6 separate regions of the Mus musculus genome follow, and regions 1, 3, 4, 5 and 6 are each linked to region 2. The links are chromatin contacts, called in public HiChIP or PLAC-seq and promoter capture Hi-C maps. All regions are on one chromosome and are shown on one strand. The core of a region is the stretch at or near the end of the contact, and the rest is flanking DNA. Distances in the headings are between cores, read along the strand shown.

Region 1 (2,700 bases), core at 19-2,518, 350 kb before region 2:
CTAATGGATCTCTGTTTTCTGCCAGTCATCAGTGTGCCCTTGAAGCTAAGAGGGGATTCCAGCCCAGGAAACGTCCCTAGGTAGGCTTGGTCATTTGTGGGTTTTTCCCAGGCCTGACGTTAAGAATGGTGAGTGCATAGGCAGAATGAGGCCTGAATAAAGATGGGCTCTGAAAGGGGACTTCTGAGCAGGCCTAACTGTAGTCCTGGAAGTCTGAAGAAAGGGGGAGGGCATCATGGGTCAGCAGCACTGGGTGTCTAGAGAAATTTGGCCTGGCCCATTTGAAGGCAACAAGAACCAAACAGGATCTTGTCATCACATCTGAATAAAGCTCCATGAGCTGGCTGCAAAGCTGGACACGCATTTGCCTTTTTTTTTTTGCCACCTCTTTCCCGGGCCCCCTGGGGTATCTTGGCTTCTTGCATCCCACCTGAGAGCCGGAACCTGGAGCCATTGGTCCTGCCTTCTCACCCATCCTCCCTCTGTGAGAGTGTGTGTGTGTGTGTGTGTGTCTCCTGTCCTACGGCATCAGGGGCCCTGAGGCCTTCACCCCCAGTCTGAGACTAGTACCCTGATACCCCCACAACTCAGCCTGTTCTCTTACTCAGCTGTGGCTTCCTTTTTCCCTCCATCCTCAGAGGAATGAGAGCTGAGCAGAAGGCCAAGAGACAGGCTACTCTTCCTTTGGTATTTGTCCTCCCCTCTCCCTAAGGTGAAGGCTACGTCTATGTTTTACCTTTAGTCTTGTAAGGTACAGTGCAGTTCCTCGTCCTGCACCCCTACCCAAACCCCAGTGGAATGAGAAATCCCCCAATGGCTGTGTGTGGATGCACAACTTCTGGACCTAACTCCTAGAGATCCTGGATTCTGAGGGAGTTTTGCCCTGAATTCAGCAACCTAGGTGGTAGAGGGTAGGTGGACTGCTCAAAAGAAATGTGACTGTGCCACATAGAAGACAGCTTTTAGCCTCCTGCATCTGAACCAGGTATGAATCTATTCCCACAGGTCCTTCCAACCTGCTCCATCCCACTTGTCACCAGTTCTACCCTCTGGTGACAGAATCACAGACCTAAGAGCACAGCACTTTGCCCCAAGTGTGCGCATTGGTCGTTCTGCCCCAAGAGGTTCTGGCACATGCAGGGAGCATGGCTTCAGGGTTTTGTTTGATTCTAATTTTGTTCTTTCCAAGTACCAGTCTCTGAGCTACTGGAGCCAGTGTTGCGGAAGTGCCTTCCTGGCTATTTGGGGTCAGCTCTCGCTTGGCTGGGAGTTTTGTACACGAGCCAGGCAGGGAAGTTGCTCCTTCCTGTGGTGAGATTTTCTTGGGGCCAGGCAGCTATCCTGGCTGAGCCTTAGAGCTCCAAGAAGCTATTCGGGGCTTAGGAGCCAGGTAGGAAGATCTAAATTTACTGAAAACGAACCTGTACAAGTGGCTGTGGCTGTGTGTGAAGGCTGGTGTTAAGTGATACACCTGACCTTGGGGTGAGGGATGGGAGTGGGGGAGCTTGAGAGAAACTACGATATTAATGGGCCAGTGAGGCACTGAATGTAAAAAGGTCAGTGGTTCAATTTGGGGTTCCCAGTACTAATAAATACTGCCTCCTTGGAGTTTGTTCTGGAGAAAGGAAAGTTGGCTGTGAAGGGTGGAAGGGGCAAGACAGGTACAGACCTGTGAGAGACTCATCTTTCTCACCCCTTCGCTAACCTTAGAGAGAGGGGTGAGGTAGATAGAGGATTCCTGTGAGTTTGGAGAGGGGCCCATTCGGAACAGCCTGCTTTCGATTGGGATTCCTAGCTAAGAAAGTGAAAGTGAAAATAGGTGCTCGATTTCCTAGAAGCTGACTGCTGCCTGCCCTTCCCAGAAGGAGGCTGGCAAGCTGGCAAACGGACTGTTGCTTCCCAGGTAAGTCCCTGGCTTTTAGTACTTTCTCTCCTTCCTAAGGGGGTATAAGTTATATAAGTGCTGTTTGGAGCTGGTATGAGAGAAAATTGTTACTATTAACACCAGCAGTGCCTTAAGTGTGGATAGCCCAGCTGGTGGCTACAGGTCTGCCCTCTAAACTACCAGCTCAAATGGGTGTCAGTAACACTGCCTGAGGGAAAGAACACAGATGTAGGGCTAGCTGACTTTTACTTATTTTTTTCCAGAGGAAGTCACAGACACCAGACTTGCTTGCAAGTCATCATGACCATGAGACACTGCTGGACAGCAGGTGGGACATTAGGCTTTGTGGCTCTTAAAGGAATGGAGCTATGTGGCTAACTCTGCTACCCAACACCCCCCACCCCAAGGAAGTTCCATCCAATTCTTCCATTGCTGTAAGCGCCTATGTAGCTACTTTGGTTCTGGCTCCATTTCAAGGCTCCTTTGCACTACATTCAGCAGAGCCGAGGGGTGGGGGCTAAACGGTCTCCACCCACTCAGGTTCCTGGTGAGAACCTAGGAGTATCTGGGTCGAGGTCTGTTCCTACCCAGGTAGCAGCTTGTCCCCAACTAAGATGGGTGCTAGAAAGCTGAGCTTCAGTTTTATTTACAGCTGTAACTGTTTGTTCCTCAGGCCCCAGTTCTTGGTGGGTCCTGCTTTTGTATGTCCATGTCATTTTGGCCAGAGCCACATCTGCACCTCAGACAACTGCCACTGTCTTAACTGGAAGCTCAAAAGACCCATGCTCTTCCTGGTCTCCAGCAGTCCCAACTAA
Region 2 (2,700 bases), core at 175-2,674:
TCAATAGAAAGGAAACGCAGGGCAGCAAAGAAGGATTAAGAGTCCAGATTTACAAAGACAGTACAAGATCCTCCGTGTCCTTGTTCCTCATCCAGAAGTCCTTTCTTTCCAAGCGGCCCCATCTTATTAAACAAACAAGGGAAGGTCAAGGCGGTCTCCAATCTTGTTCAACAATCTCAGAGTCTGGGGTGCATGGGACAGGCAGGCACTGACAACTGAAAACCTGAGAGGTTGGGCTCAGCCAGGCCACCCTTGCAGCTCCTGCTCAACTCTAAGCAACTGAGGTAAGAAGCCAATCTGAGTTAGCTACCTCCACCTCCTCCCTCCCTCCCCCACTGCTGTAAGTCTCCAGAGAGCAACTTTCAGCCAACTCCCTGTCCCCCAAGGCTTCACACACACACCCTCCACAGTATCCAGCTCATCTTAAACATGACACTAAGCAAAACTCTAAGCAACTAAACAGACTCTGAACTCCAGGAAAGGTCAAAATATTAGAGCACTGAGAGCTTGCCTTCATTAGACAGTGGGGAAACTAAGATTAGAGAGGAACATGGGGTCAGGCTAGCACCAGAACCAAGTGTCCTCCTTCCTTGGACCTATGTACGCAGAAAAACATGTAGAGGCGGTCCCTAAAGCTGTTGAGGCTTCCTGGAGACCTCTTGAAAGACTAATGGACAAGATATAATATTGGTACATAAAAGGACCGGGCTGTAATTAGTCAGTCCAATGTCCCCAATTATACTTGTATACAAACTGATCCCAAAGAGGGTGCTAGACCTACGATGGGAAATGATGTAACTTCAGTGAGTTTTCCATCTGCTGCTCCTGGCAGCAGAAGGTAACTGGGTTTCTTCAAGGTAAGGTTATGCGGGTTTAAATTTACAAATACCTTCAACCTTCCAAAGGAGTCATGACCCACCCACCCACCTCTCCCTTGAACCCAGTTTGACCCCATAATCACCCTTGTTGGATGGATTCTTGCTGTAGCACTGAACCACCAGCGCCATGGCCAAGGCCCACATGCCCAGACCCGTCTTGTTGGGGACCCCATTCCAGCTGTCTTGTCCCGGGAGTGTTTCTTCGGGGCTAGGACCGCGTTCCGACGAGGCGGCAGTCAGGTATGGGATCTCGGTGCGTTCTCCACGGCGCCCCCAGGTGGCTGCCCCCCGTCCGGGGACGAAGGTAGAAGATGCTCCAGGGCGCACCCAAGCGGCAGCTCTCAACCGCTGCGGCTCCCCGCGGTCTCCGGTGACAACGCCACGGCCGTAAGCACCTCCCCGGCTTTGGAGAGATGGAGATTTGATTAACCCTAGGAAGAGCCGAGGCGCTGGCGTGGTTCTCCTCAACACCGCGGACAACATCATGACACCTGCTTCTAAAACCCGCTGGTGCCGGCCCCTGTGCTAGCCACGATCAACATGGCTGCCGCGGCGCGTTCGAAGACGCCGCTTATAAGGTGGGACTGCGCACTACCTCACGGGAGTGGTAGTCCACAGCCCCAGATCTTTCTCTAGCTGGAGACTAAACAAACTACATTTCCCCGAGGGCTGTGGAATGACATCACAATGACCGCTGACAGCGGAGCTGGAAGAATGTTGGGAAATGCAGTTCGGGCAGAGGGGCGTGGCAAAAAGGAAAACTCTGGTGGGGCGTGGCAATTAGGATTCAAGATTCCAGAGCCCCGTATTTGTATTAACACAGAACTTTAAGCCCTGCCTTTGGAAGGTGGGAACCTGAAAGAACGGGAATTCAAGGTCTGGGTCAAAATCACATTCTTGGTCTAGGTCAGCCCCAACTGTGTAAGATATCAAATATCAAATCAAAATATCGAAAATCAAAATACAGGAATCCTAGAACAACTTCCCTAGTGTTTAAATAAAATTGCATTTTCGATGAAGACCTGTTAAGTAACTTGTACCCCTCCCCACTTTTATTCTGAGTTGCTATTGCTTTTCAAAAAGATGTTGAGTGTTGGGAAAGGTGGTGTGTGTCCTTAATCCCAGCATTCCAGGCAAAGGCAAGCAGATCTCTCTGAATTTGAGAAAGTCTAGTTTGCATAGTGAGTTTCAAGATAGTCAGGGTTATGAGCCAGAGAGACTCTGTCTCAAAAGACTTTAAGACTGTGTGTGTGTGTGTGTGTGTGTGTGTTTAAAGATGTGTGTGTGTGTGTGTGTGTGTGTGTGAGTGTGTGTGTGTGAGATCCTTAGGTTTGGCAGCAAGTGTCTTTTATAGTTGAGCCATCTTGTTTGTTACATAATAGTGAATCTATGAATTGTGTTTCAGTTGATTCCTTCTGTAGTTAGCTGACAATTAGCTACTCATATATCTGTGTCTGGCCCCTTGTGTCTCACAGAATTACAAAACTGGGTTTGGGATTGTCTGGGGTGTTGTTTTACCCTGGCTCAAAGCTGTACCTTCCATAGAGTTGCTCCTGATCTAGAGGATACAGAGAAAGCCTTGTAGGCGGAATGCTTCCTGCTCTTGCATTAGAGCCTCTTGAGCTAGATCGAGGGAACAGTTTGTCTGGGCTGCCAGGGCTTCTGACAGGCCCAGGTACTTTGCTGGTTGGTATCCAGTGGTGCCTAGCTGGCTTGTTTGAATTGTTAAAGCAGGTTTTGGGGCTTTCCATTAGCCTGTTGGCTGAGAATAGGTCTTAAGCCTTGGTTTGCATCTGTCCCACTCAAGTCTCATGCCTGCGTT
Region 3 (2,700 bases), core at 131-2,630, 340 kb after region 2:
CTGCTGCAGGCTCAGAGCCTGATAGAGCCACTGGGCAGGGACAGAGAGGACTAGAGGAATTGAGAAGGAAGGAATCTCATCCTCTGCACCCAAGAGTGCAGAAAGTAGAGCAGAAGACCCATCGCGGGCTAGAGAACCCCGGGTGAAGGAGGAAGTGGGCCGTTCACCTACCTAGTGGGTCAAACTAAGGGTCCAAGCAGAAGCTACTCTGAAAGACAGACCTTTGAGAGACACTATTCCCCTAAGTGTACCTGGCCATCACCCATCTCCCAAACACACAGGCATGCCTAGGTTAGAACCCGGGTCATATGGCCCATGTGTGTCCTCTGGTTTATATTAGGAGACTCTGAGCTCACATGCACCCCTCTATGGGTCCCTGGTCTGAGTATGGGCGAGGAGATTCCTGTGAGAGACAGTTCGGGAGGAGTGGAGGCTGCAGGTACCACAGGGCAATCCTACCTTGATCTTGTGCAGAGTTCGATCCATCTCCACAGCCTGCACCCACACAGACACGCCGGCCTTGCTGTAGGTCAGGTTCCAGCCCACCTCGGCCTCACACTCTGACCGGAAACTGCGGAAGTCCTGGTCATCGGGCACCTGGACACTTTCACGGCCCAAGGCGGGCCGAGACCCTTGGGGTTCTGTTGAGGCAGCTGGCTTTTCCATAGGGAGCGTGGGGAGGCCCGGGGCCCTGGTCCTAGTCCGACTCTCCTGGGTCCTCCGCGGAGGCTCAGACAACGTCGACGCGGCTGCAGATGCTGACGCCACCTTCCTGGGACCTGCAAGACCGGTTTGGGGACCAGAGTCAGTGCGCTGGGGGCGCGGGTGGGGCTAGCCGGGGTCCCGGACCAGCGGACAGCTTGAAAAGGGCAGGTACTGGCCCCAGGCGGTTGTGCACCGGCACAGGACAGTCACTTGGGCCACCCTCCCACAAGGAGCGACCTCATACTTCCCTGGAGCGGCAGTAGGATTGCTGCGTAGCGGGTGCAGGAGCCCGCGAGAGCCGGGCGGGACTCTGGGGGATCGCAAGTGCGGGTCTGGCACGGAGTCCTCGCGCGGTGCTGGCCGGACTCGCACAACTAACTCAGCAGCAAGCCGCGCGGGGCCGTGGTGGGGGCGGGTGTGGTGGCGGAGTCTCACCTGTGCGGGCTTCTCTGCCGGGGCCCGCCGGGGCCGGTGTGCGAGCTCTTCCGCCGCCGCCGCTGCCTCCGCTGCCCGGGCGACCGGGGGCCGCGCGGGGACCCTGGGGGGAGGAGCAGTGGGTCCCGCCGCCGGCCCCGCCCCGCTCCGCGCCCCCCGCCCCGCGCGCCCCCTCCGCCCTCCTCCCTCCCGCTAGGCTCGGGGCTCCCGGGCTCCGCTCGCCTCGCTCGGTATTTTCCAGGCTGCGGAGGTAAGAACTGCGGGAGCACCGAGCCCCGCCCCGCCCCGCCCCGCCGGGTCCTAGCGCCCGCCCCCGTAAGCCCCGGGGAAGGGGCAAAGTCCGGGGAGAGATGTAGACTATCAGAGGACCGGGGACCTGTGAGCAGGAACCACATAGCGAAGTAACAAAGTAGCCTGGGCTCTCAGAGTAAGGTTGAGGTGCCAAGAGAGATTCTGGAAGTTAACTGAGAGCCTCTTCTCTACTCTTCGCTCCCACCCTTGCAGGTACACGCTTCTGCAACAGCTTATTCACACACACAACACTTCAGAGATTCAAGGGTGGGCACACACCCTCATGACAATTGAAAGACTAACTAGCAGGAATAGGGATGACAGCCCCTCAGTAACTAAATTAGAAATGGCGACAGCCTGCAAGCCCCAAGAACCAAGAGCATAACAAGCCTCCTCCACACACCCAACTCAATTTTCCAGTAGGGTGTGCAAACCCAGCCGGAAGTTGATCCGACTTTAAAGGCTCAAGGTTCAAAGGCTGGCCAGAATTTGGCAAAATTTCCACTTCAGCCTCACTCTGGCCAGAGAGAGGTCCTGAGCCAGCAACCTCTTACATCCCTATTTGGCAGCTTCCAAACCCACCCCTCTTTAGCTCTCAGCCATTTACCCACACCTCCCCTAGGCGAAGACCAGTTCTCAAAAGCACAGGGCTGCAGAACACTGGAGCACAGGCCCCCTCCACCCCTCTGTAGAATAGAGTGGACCAGAGCTCTACTCTGTAGCCTGATGTAAATTCTGTCCACTAACTCTTCTGCCTACTCTTCCATTCTGGGAGCCCTGTCCCATCTACCCAGTGAAAGCTAGGGCCAGGCCAGTATGAGCATGGCAGTCTTGTCACTGTCTGGGCCAGAGACGAGCAGGGAAAGCCTTTGGTGTGCTCCTCTGGATATTAGGAGCAATAAGTGACTACCACTGACCTAGTAGTACCAGAGTCTGCTAATGGCTATTCCCACCAGTGCCAGAGTACCAAGCCTCTGCCACCCAGGCTCCTTCTGTGCCCTCTGCATTCTCCCCCTGGTCCCTCAGAAGTCACCTCTTATCTCCACCATGTAGATTTCTTTTCTTACAGGTGTTAAAAGAAAACCGCAGACTCAGCACTGTAGGTTCACAAATAGATGTGCTTTTTTTTTTTTTTCCCTGAAGTGCTCAGGGCTCTGAGATCTTTGTAAATCATGCCCACTTTTAAAATAAGCAGGAAACTGGATGTGGTAGCACAGACCTATAATCCCAGCTACTCAGGAGACTGGGGAGGAAGACCCAAAGTTTAAG
Region 4 (2,700 bases), core at 153-2,652, 440 kb before region 2:
CCGGTGGCCGCCTCACCTCAGCCTGCTCCTCGCCTCAGCCTGCTCCTCGCCTCAGCCTGCTCAATGATCCTGCCCCCTGGGACCTTTCCCGTCCCTGCTTGGCGCCTACAGTACAGAACAAAGTTCCAGAGAGGCTCTGCCATTTCCCTGCCCTGAGCTGTCCTGACCTCCTCCTCTTCCAGGCCTAGCTCAGGGCCCACCTCTTTCAGAAAGCCCCAGAATCCTTTGGGGGCTCTACATCACTTTGTGCTGACTTCTCCTGAGCGCCCCAAGCCCCACCCCTGACCTGTGTAGGAACCGGCAGTAATCCCTGATCTCAGGCCAGGACTAGGCAAAGTCACCCGAGTACTTGCTGATGAAGGAAGTAAAATCTACAAACACCCAGCTTCAGGTAGACCTGCAGATGCTCATGGGTAACTGGGCTGGGATGGAGAGACTGGCGTCCATGTGTTCCCTTTTGAGTCAGGTTCTGTCACTCTGAAGGCAGATATGTCAATCACCTCTTTGGGCAGGGTGATTTTTCTGCCCTCCACTGCCAGAGGTTTTATAGCAGCCTGAGCATTGGGAGCAGTGAAGCTCAGGTCTCACAGCTTCAGCTGCTGAGCCCTCCATGTCCTTCAGGCAAGATGATGACCCCAGTCAGTAATCCCGGAAAATCCGTGGAAGCCCACCTCTTCTCTTGTCCAGACAGCGCACCCTATCTGTCAGCGCTGGCTCCCGTCCATTAGAGAACGGAAGCCTCGCTAAAGCCTGCCTGTGTCCACCACATACCCTCATTTCTACAGTCACTTCTGGCCTCCTTTTGCTCAGTCTGTGATGGAAGACTCCCCTCCCCCCAGTCTCTGGTAAACAGGCTAAGAGGCGGTGTGAGCATTGCCAATCAGACAGCACCTCAGAGTAAATAGATTGCTTTCCTTGGTGACCAGTGTCACGGGGGAAATGCAGCAGAGATTGGTCTGGGACACTGGGAATTCTCCCTATTTCATTTCATTTCATTTTATTTTTTTTTATCTTATTTTATTGAGACAGGGTCTTGTTAGGTATCCCAGGCTGGCCTCTAACTTAGTCTCTGGCACAGGAGAGCTGAATCCAGCTTAAAAATCCCTTTCCACAGGCAAGGGAGCTGCATCCCCTATCCTCTGACCCTCGGTTTTCCTTTTTCTGGCCCTCACTCAACAGTTCCTTCAGGGAATATGACCCCAAGGCTCTCCTCAAAAACCCCAAACTTCCCCACATCCACAAACCTTCCTGGGATCCAAGGATCCCTAAAACTATTAATACCATAGATTTTAAATCAAAAAAGTTCCCTCCCTGCTCCCTATGCGAGGAGGTGAGGTAGCCTTCTGGCCTTACCTAGCCTTCTCCATGGCGGGCAAAGCTGACCTGGTCTCCTGGGATAGACAGGGCAGGGAGGGCAGCTTTCTCTTTTATACTGTCTATTCCCTACCCCTCCTGCTGTCGCCACACAGCTGCTCAGAAATGTGACACTCGTCTATTTCAAGCTGTCTCCTTGTCAAGGCTCAGGAACACTAGCCTCACCCCAGTGTGACCTGGGCCAAAGCTCTTCCCAAAACAATAAGAGCTGCCGAATACAGAGGTGTGGAGGGCAGTGTTGGGGGTGTTGAGGAGATGGGGCTGCAGCCCTCTCACCAGGCTTGGTTCTGGACTCTGATCACCCCAACTCCACACATCTCTCCTTCCATTTTGTTCTGTGGTGGTGGTGGTGGTGGTTAATTGTTGTTGTTGTCTTAATACTTTCTTTCACAAAGTCCAGGCTGACCTTGATCTTGAAGCAATCCTGTTGCCCCAGCTTCCCTGCCGATTGCTAGGGTTATAGGCATGTACCACCACAATGCATGTTCTTTTTTTTTTTTTTTTTTTTTTTTTTTCAAATTTTTATTAGGTATTTTCTTCATTTACATTTCAAATGCTATCCCGAAAGCCCCCTATATCCCACCACCACCCTGCTCCCCTACCCACCCACTCCCACTTCTTGGCCCCGAAGTTCCCCTGTACTGGGGCATATAAAGTTTACAATGCATGTTGTTTAGGGCAAGCTTTGTTCTGCCCTAAAGAACCTAGCTTCCTGCTGGATCTCTGACTCACCGTGTGACCTGAGAGGATGCTGCCCCTCTCAGGATCCCTGACCCACACGTGACCAGATTTGACTCCACTTCTTGGAGTTCCGGGTGCTAGGATATAAGAAAATCCCCAAGCCATAGGCTGCCCCCACACAGCATCTGCTGTCCCAGAAACTGCAAGTACCTGAATTCCTCCCAGAAAGGGAGGATGGGGTCAGGAGGGAAGGAAGGGATCACTGCTGGACATAGTTTGTTTTTCTCTTTAGCCTTCAGGAAGGATTGGAGGAGAAAAGAGGCTTTTGGGTGAAGGAAACTTTATTTGGCTGACAATATGAGGTGGTAAAGGGTGGTGATGGGTAAATTCATGAGCTGGACTGGAGAGGCCTTATCCTATGCTAATGGTGGCCCCAACAGGAGGCATCTCTAACCCTTGGTGTTAAGAACGTCCCTCCTTCACCTTCCCGCAAGCTGGGTCCTTCTCCCATTACACCCAACTGGGCATCTGAACTCAGAACTAGGTTATTTATAGTCAAGCACAAGGGAGGTGCGAGAGAAAGCTGTGTTTACAAACATGGGTTCAGCTGAGCCGGAGAAGTCTGGAAAGGGAATGTCTGAGGGG
Region 5 (2,700 bases), core at 181-2,680, 360 kb after region 2:
TATGCTCAGCTTCACTATAGCTTCACCGAACAACAGATACATATTCCCCTGGGGTGTCACTTGCCTTTACTGTTTTTCAAGTCCTGTAACAGACCCCCAACTTGAGACCCCAGTATCTCAAGGCTTGTCCCCTGCAGGGCCTAGAGGGCTTCCTGATATTGCCTTTTCCCTCCCATCGGTTTATTTCTTAGGGATAACCAGGTCTGCCTTCCCTAGCTAAAAACAGGGCTTGAAGCTGAACCTTCCTCAGTATGTCATATTGTAAGGCTAGGCCCACTGAGTCTCTCCTGTCATTCTTTTTTTTTTTTTTTAAAGATTTATTTATTTATTATATGTAAGTACACTGTAGCTGTCTTCAGACACTCCAGAAGAGGGAGTCAGATCTCATTACGGGTGGTTGTGAGCCACCATGTGGTTGCTGGGATTTGAACTTCGGATCTTCAGAAAAGCAGTCGGGTGCTCTTACCCACTGAGCCATCTCACCAGCCCTCTCCTGTCATTCTTTACCACAGCCTGTATCTGCAGAATTCTTTGCTAGAGACAATTTCATTACAATTCCCCGTGAGCCCAGATTCACTGTCAAATGTACCCACAAGAGATGTCTGTGCTGTCCAAGAGAGGCAGCAGATAGGCCCTGAGTTAGAACTCTGGGTTGCTGGCTAGCTCAGCTCCCTACTACACACAGCTGCAAACGAGGAAGCCTCTTCTCTCCTCTGAGCCTGGGGTTTTCCAGATAAACGGAGTCTTTTCTTAGAGCCCTAAATTTTGCTACCAACTGGACCTCTAAATCTTGCTCCTCCCACGGACAGTTCTGCGTCCTGTCCTAACAACTCTGAAGCGCTGGACCTTGAATCTAGGCCCCCGCGCAGGGTTAGCAAAAACCCTATCGCTGAGCTACTCCCAACGCCCGCCTGCATTGGAAATTTTCATGTCATCAGACCATGTCTACTTGTTCTTTCCAGAGCTTAAGAGTCCTTTTGTCTCCGCTCCCTCTGGGTAACGGTCTTAGTTGGTCCTTCATAAACCCCCACTCAACTGTCACCTTGTAGGTGACAGTGGGGCTCCTTCAGGCAGTCTTCTCTCTTAGACTGCTTGTGCCTGGTGCTTGTCTCTGTACAGCCCCTGGTGGTAGGGTCTCCCCTTCCGGGGTAACTTAGTGAGTTCTGCATCCTCAGCTTCTGACACTGGTCCAGGCACCAAGAGGTTAAGGAAGGCGACCTTGAGGCCCCGCCCTGGACGCGCCCACAGGCGACAGGGAGGCTTCAATCCCTGCTGCTTACTCCGGGACAGAAACGCACACCTCTGGGACTGAGGGTTTTTGCTGGGCCGCAGCAGCACCTGCTTTGAGGTGTCCAGATCTCCCCGACAAAAGCGCTTGGTACAGCCCGGGGATTCCCCGCTGCTGCCGCCCTGACGTCATGGAGTCCCCGGGAGGCTCCGCCCCCCTGCTCGGGCTGGAGCTTTGCGCGGCCGCTAGGGACTCGGCGGCCATGGCAGGACCTGGCGCCCCCTGCGATCCCTGCGCGCCCGCCGCTGTCTGGAAGCGCCACATCGTGCGGCAGCTGCGGCATCGGGACCGCACGCAAAAGGCGCTCTTCCTGGAGCTAGTGCCGGCTTGTGAGTGCGTCCCTGGGGGCTCGGGGATGACTGGCTTTGAGGAGGTGGGACTCCCCGCTCGGGGAGAGGGCTTGTCCCGCCACTCGACTTGTGACTCAGGGCAGCGGCGCCGTCACGGTTCCCGAGGGCTTTGCGTCTTGGAACCTGTTACGCCCCTCTCCGCATTGGCTTGCCTGCTGTTTCCAGCTCTGGTGCTGCTTAGCCCCAAAGACTCAGCTCTGCCTCCCTTGAGCATCCTAGACACAAGCTCTGTCTCAGTGATGGTTTTGTCGAGTCCTTCTTTCAGGCCGTCCCTAGGGCAAGGCCTGGTCAGTCCATTTGGTCCCAGAGCCCAGTTAAAGAAGGCAGGCGTGGCCAGAACAGCCACGGTAGCTGAAAGGAAGGAGCGAAAGTCTCTGGTAGGTTCTGGTACGGATAGGTTATACTGGCGTACGTTCGTGGAGTACCTCAGTGCCTAGCGGATCGTAGCTCGAATGGGGCTCCGGGTTCCTTTAGGTTGTTTGTCGCGCGGCGGAAGTTAAATTCTCATGTGGTTATTTCTGGGCACTTTGGCTAGGAGGAGGAGATGTGTGCACTCCATCCGAGGAACACTGGAGTGCATCTGTATTTACTGCCTTTTGGTGGACTGTGATTGTGTGTTTGAGGCTGAAAGTCTAACCATACTCCCTACTTCTTCCTCACTTGGTGCTAATTTTGATGCACCCACGCAATCAAATTTGTTTTCCTTGGAACTTTGTGAGGGCTGGCCCTCTCTTGGGGTTGGATACCTCTACCTCCAGACAACCCCACTTCTCCAACTGCTCTGATGGGCAGTGGGACTATCGGTTTAAGGGAGGGACCACCCAGGAGAACTGCAAGACTGGGAACCTAGAGACCCAGGTCTGTGGTTTGGGGTAATTCAAGTCCTTTACCTCAGATTTCTTACTTGCAAATGAGGCACATTGTGACCTTGTATGCCGGGGTAGGGGTGCTTGCAATGCCTTGTGGTCTCAGGTAGTTTTGAGAATTTGTCAGGGTCCAGGAACCTCAGACAGAGAAGGAAGGGAGGTGAGGATCTGGCCTGAGGTTAGCAGCCTCAGTCTG
Region 6 (2,700 bases), core at 80-2,579, 310 kb before region 2:
GGACCACACAAGGAAACAGGGAAGCCCTCTACTGGGCCGTCTCTATAGCTCTAGGACAGGCGCACACATTACTCCCTCCAAACAAAAACACGCTGACATCTATGAGGGGAAAGAAAGGCGCCAACTCCCGGATGTTGGCAAGCTCTGCGCAGGGCCAGCGCCTGTTTCTCAGTGTTTACTTGCTCTCCCTTTCCTCTCCCTCCCCTCTAAGGATGGCGCAGCAAAGGGAGGTGAGGGGGATGAACCACCCCACCCTCTCGTCCATTTTTTTGAAAAAACAAAACAAAACAAAACTAACCCGAGAAAGAGTGAGGGAGAAAAAGTCTTAGTGCTGGGGGCCTTACCGGACTCCTAAAGCCAAACGTATCTACAGGTTTTAATCCGCCATTAGCATTTAAATCTTGAAAGGACAGGGGTAGGGGGGGGCAGTGGAAAGTAACCCCACACACAAAAGAAAAGTTGTTGGGTTTCTTCTCAGTCGGCCAGGCAGAAGCAATCTTCCTGGCTGACAGCCAGAAGTGCGTCACAGCCAGGAGTCTGCTTTCTTTAAAGGCACAGCGAGCTTCCGCGCGGTCTGGGAGCAACAGCGAAGCCAAGAGCTCGGGGGGGGGGGACGGGGGGGGGACGACGCCTACCAGGAGGACCCAGGTGAAGCCTGCCCGTGCCCTAAAAACTGAGCAGGACGTGCGGGGGCGGGGAGAGTGGCTAGGGCGCAAGCCCGCAGGCTCCATTGCTGAAGGGAGAGCACGCGCAGCAAGGGCTGGAGGCTGTGGCGTAAACACACAAAAACGCACCCGCGGTGGCCGGCCTCACCAACCTGAGATGGCCAGGACACTCCCCCTTCGCTGCTTTCCAGCAGGGCTTAAGGCAGTAGCAGTGACGGCCTGTCCACCTCCGAGACCAGCCCTATCGGGCAGGCCCAGAGCCGCCGAACCCACGGCCAGCCCCTGGCGGGAAAGGCGCCCGGCGCAGAGGAAGCCTGGGAGCCGAGCGCAGGGGAGCCGCACGGCGCAGGCCTTGTACAGGGGCAGCTTCCTGCGGCGCGGCGAGGGGGGCGTGTCTGCAGGCGCACGGCCGCCCGCCGGCTCCCCGCCACACAAAGCGCAGGCCTCCTCAGAGCGCCCTGCCTGCCCGCCCGCCTGCCCGCCCTAGGACTTGGCCACCCTAGCCTGTTCTCCGCAGGGAATCTCTTCAGCCCCTACCTTCTGCGTAGCAAGGCCAAGATGCCATGCTGTGTGCCTGCTCCTCCCACTCCTCCACCCAAACGAGCGGCCCAGGCAGTTTCTAGCCGCGGAGCGTAGGCCTCGCTCTTCTGTCCCGATAGCTGCGCTATTGTTGACTGGAATGGCCGCCAAAATCCCAGCTGTGCTGCCAGAACCTAATCCGCTGTTCCTGTGGGCATTTGTGGGGAGGGGCCGAGGGGCCAAGGCACAGTTCTGAGTATGGCAGGCGCTGGCTAGAGCCCTCAACAGGCACAGGGACTCATCATCCTCAGAGTCTGCTGCAACTATATGACTAAAAGAAATGTCACACTCAGACAAGATCTCGACAGCGTTGCCACCCACTGGACACCTCCTGGGATAGTTAAAGGAATTCCCTCACTTTACAACTAGAAACATTTAATGAAGTATGTGTAATGTATTGCTATTAAATATTGTTAATACCCATACAAGAATTATACCCAACGTCTGAGCTAGGGTTACAATTCCACAGATCAGAAGTGACTACAAGTTTTATCCCAAGATGGTACATGTTAACTCATATAAAAGATGTAAGGAAACTAACCAGTTTAGATGAGGGAAGGATTAGAAAACTGAAGTAATATTTTAATCTGGATCTTCAAGCACAAAATCAAATTTTTCCTCTCGGGAAAGGGAGAAGAAAGCAGAAAGGTGTGGTAGCAGTGAGAGACCAGGTGTCAAAGGTGAACTGAGGTCAGAATTGGGAAATCTTGAACTTCAAGGATTCAAATAAAGGATCTGGGATGGTTTTAACAGAGAGCTGTGGTATGAGCCAGATTAACCTGACAAAATGGTTCTCTGGCAGCAAGGTGAGCTAGGAGGCTACCCAATAGATAGGAAGGTGTTGAGGACACGGATGGTAGAGAATAGTTAAAAGAGGAATGAGAAGCATTGAGGAGAAAGAAGCTGACAAAAAGCAGGAGACTCAAAGCCACCATGGTGCTGTGTGCTTACAGTCCTGGCAAGTGGGAGGTTGGAGCAGAAGGCCAGCCTGATCCACTCACTACTAGAGTTCCAGCCCAGCCAAGGCAGAGTAACAGCCTATCTCAAACAAGACAAAACTAGGAGGAGCAACTGTACCGGGAAGAAAGTACATGGCATATGTGAATCACATGTGAGGAGGAGATGGGGGTCTGAAGAAGAAACAGGATATAATAGATAGTAGCTAATGCTTACTAAGAACCTACTAACATGCCTCAAACCATCCTACTGACCTATTGGGCATCATTTCATTAGGCTTCAACACCTCTTTATGAAGCAGGTAAATTACCACTCAACTTTAAGATGACTTTTTTAAAAAGACTTATTATTTATGTGAATACACTGTCACTGTCTTCAGACACACCAGAAGAGGGCACTGGATCCCATTACAGATGTGAGCCACCATGTGGTTGCTAGGAATTTAACTCAGGACCTCGGAAAGAGCAGTCAGGTGCTCTTAATCGCTGAGCCATCTCTC

Evidence for each region. HiChIP or PLAC-seq counts read pairs in DNA pulled down with a chosen protein or histone mark. Capture Hi-C pulls out chosen DNA fragments and counts their contacts.
Region 1: a contact with region 2 is called in an H3K4me3 HiChIP or PLAC-seq map of stem cell-derived neural progenitor cells, with 4 times the contacts expected there. The contact joins the promoter of Il18bp here to the promoter of Clpb in region 2. A contact is called at or near these places in 21 of 39 promoter capture datasets (the 3T3-L1 cell line, 3T3-L1-derived adipocytes, the C10 cell line and 12 more), 3 of 15 datasets of contacts at CTCF or cohesin (the NIH/3T3 cell line, pro-B cells and stem cell-derived epiblast-like cells), 6 of 484 Hi-C or Micro-C datasets (the N1E-115 cell line, bone marrow-derived macrophages, cerebellum and 2 more), 18 of 115 datasets of contacts at active chromatin or transcription factors (the 230-238 cell line, the NIH/3T3 cell line, T-cell acute lymphoblastic leukemia and 13 more) and 3 of 9 other capture datasets (adipose tissue, liver and macrophages).
Region 3: a contact with region 2 is called in an H3K27ac HiChIP or PLAC-seq map of embryonic stem cells, with 10 read pairs. The contact joins the promoter of Stard10 here to the promoter of Clpb in region 2. A contact is called at or near these places in 1 of 15 datasets of contacts at CTCF or cohesin (large pre-B cells), 2 of 484 Hi-C or Micro-C datasets (CD4 T cells and regulatory T cells) and 2 of 115 datasets of contacts at active chromatin or transcription factors (embryonic stem cells and pancreatic cancer cells).
Region 4: an H3K4me3 HiChIP or PLAC-seq map of bone marrow-derived macrophages shows a contact between it and region 2, with 7 times the contacts expected there. The contact joins the promoter of Art1 here to the promoter of Clpb in region 2. A contact is called at or near these places in 11 of 39 promoter capture datasets (the C10 cell line, the HPC-7 cell line, cranial neural crest and 7 more), 4 of 484 Hi-C or Micro-C datasets (bone marrow-derived macrophages, cortical neurons, embryonic stem cells and 1 more), 14 of 115 datasets of contacts at active chromatin or transcription factors (the NIH/3T3 cell line, T-cell acute lymphoblastic leukemia, bone marrow-derived macrophages and 10 more) and 3 of 9 other capture datasets (liver, macrophages and pancreatic islet).
Region 5: a contact with region 2 is called in an H3K4me3 HiChIP or PLAC-seq map of embryonic stem cells, with 9 read pairs. The contact joins the promoter of Atg16l2 here to the promoter of Clpb in region 2. A contact is called at or near these places in 1 of 39 promoter capture datasets (hippocampal neurons), 1 of 15 datasets of contacts at CTCF or cohesin (large pre-B cells), 5 of 484 Hi-C or Micro-C datasets (B cells, CD4 T cells, embryonic stem cells and 1 more), 5 of 115 datasets of contacts at active chromatin or transcription factors (the SCID.adh cell line, embryonic stem cells, large pre-B cells and 1 more) and 2 of 9 other capture datasets (adipose tissue and liver).
Region 6: a promoter capture Hi-C map of liver shows a contact between it and region 2. The contact joins the promoter of Numa1 here to the promoter of Clpb in region 2. A contact is called at or near these places in 2 of 39 promoter capture datasets (embryonic stem cells and neural stem cells), 1 of 15 datasets of contacts at CTCF or cohesin (pro-B cells), 20 of 484 Hi-C or Micro-C datasets (the Ba/F3 cell line, the C2C12 cell line, the N1E-115 cell line and 12 more), 21 of 115 datasets of contacts at active chromatin or transcription factors (the NIH/3T3 cell line, the SCID.adh cell line, T-cell acute lymphoblastic leukemia and 16 more) and 4 of 9 other capture datasets (adipose tissue, liver, macrophages and 1 more).

What each region holds. Positions count from the first base shown.
Region 1 is chr7:102,016,800-102,019,499 of GRCm38.p6, reverse strand. It overlaps Il18bp (interleukin 18 binding protein), which reads left to right and starts at 1,268. Exons shown (of 7, transcript NM_010531.2): 1 at 1,268-1,390; 2 at 1,836-1,903; 3 at 2,149-2,213; 4 at 2,559-2,700. The coding sequence starts at 2,186. It overlaps Rnf121 (ring finger protein 121), which reads left to right. Exons shown (of 9, transcript NM_029211.3): 9 at 1-363.
Region 2 is chr7:101,662,475-101,665,174 of GRCm38.p6, reverse strand. It overlaps Clpb (ClpB caseinolytic peptidase B), which reads right to left and starts at 1,424. Exons shown (of 16, transcript NM_009191.4): 1 at 962-1,424. The coding sequence starts at 1,364.
Region 3 is chr7:101,319,793-101,322,492 of GRCm38.p6, reverse strand. It overlaps Stard10 (START domain containing 10), which reads right to left and starts at 1,380. Exons shown (of 7, transcript NM_019990.5): 1 at 1,141-1,380; 2 at 460-779. The coding sequence starts at 666.
Region 4 is chr7:102,100,445-102,103,144 of GRCm38.p6, reverse strand. It overlaps Art1 (ADP-ribosyltransferase 1), which reads right to left and starts at 1,402. Exons shown (of 5, transcript NM_009710.4): 1 at 1,354-1,402.
Region 5 is chr7:101,300,818-101,303,517 of GRCm38.p6, reverse strand. Atg16l2 (autophagy related 16-like 2 (S. cerevisiae)) reads left to right here and starts at 1,430. Exons shown (of 18, transcript NM_001111111.1): 1 at 1,430-1,617. The coding sequence starts at 1,491.
Region 6 is chr7:101,968,472-101,971,171 of GRCm38.p6, reverse strand. It overlaps Numa1 (nuclear mitotic apparatus protein 1), which reads right to left and starts at 1,329. Exons shown (of 25, transcript NM_133947.3): 1 at 1,203-1,329.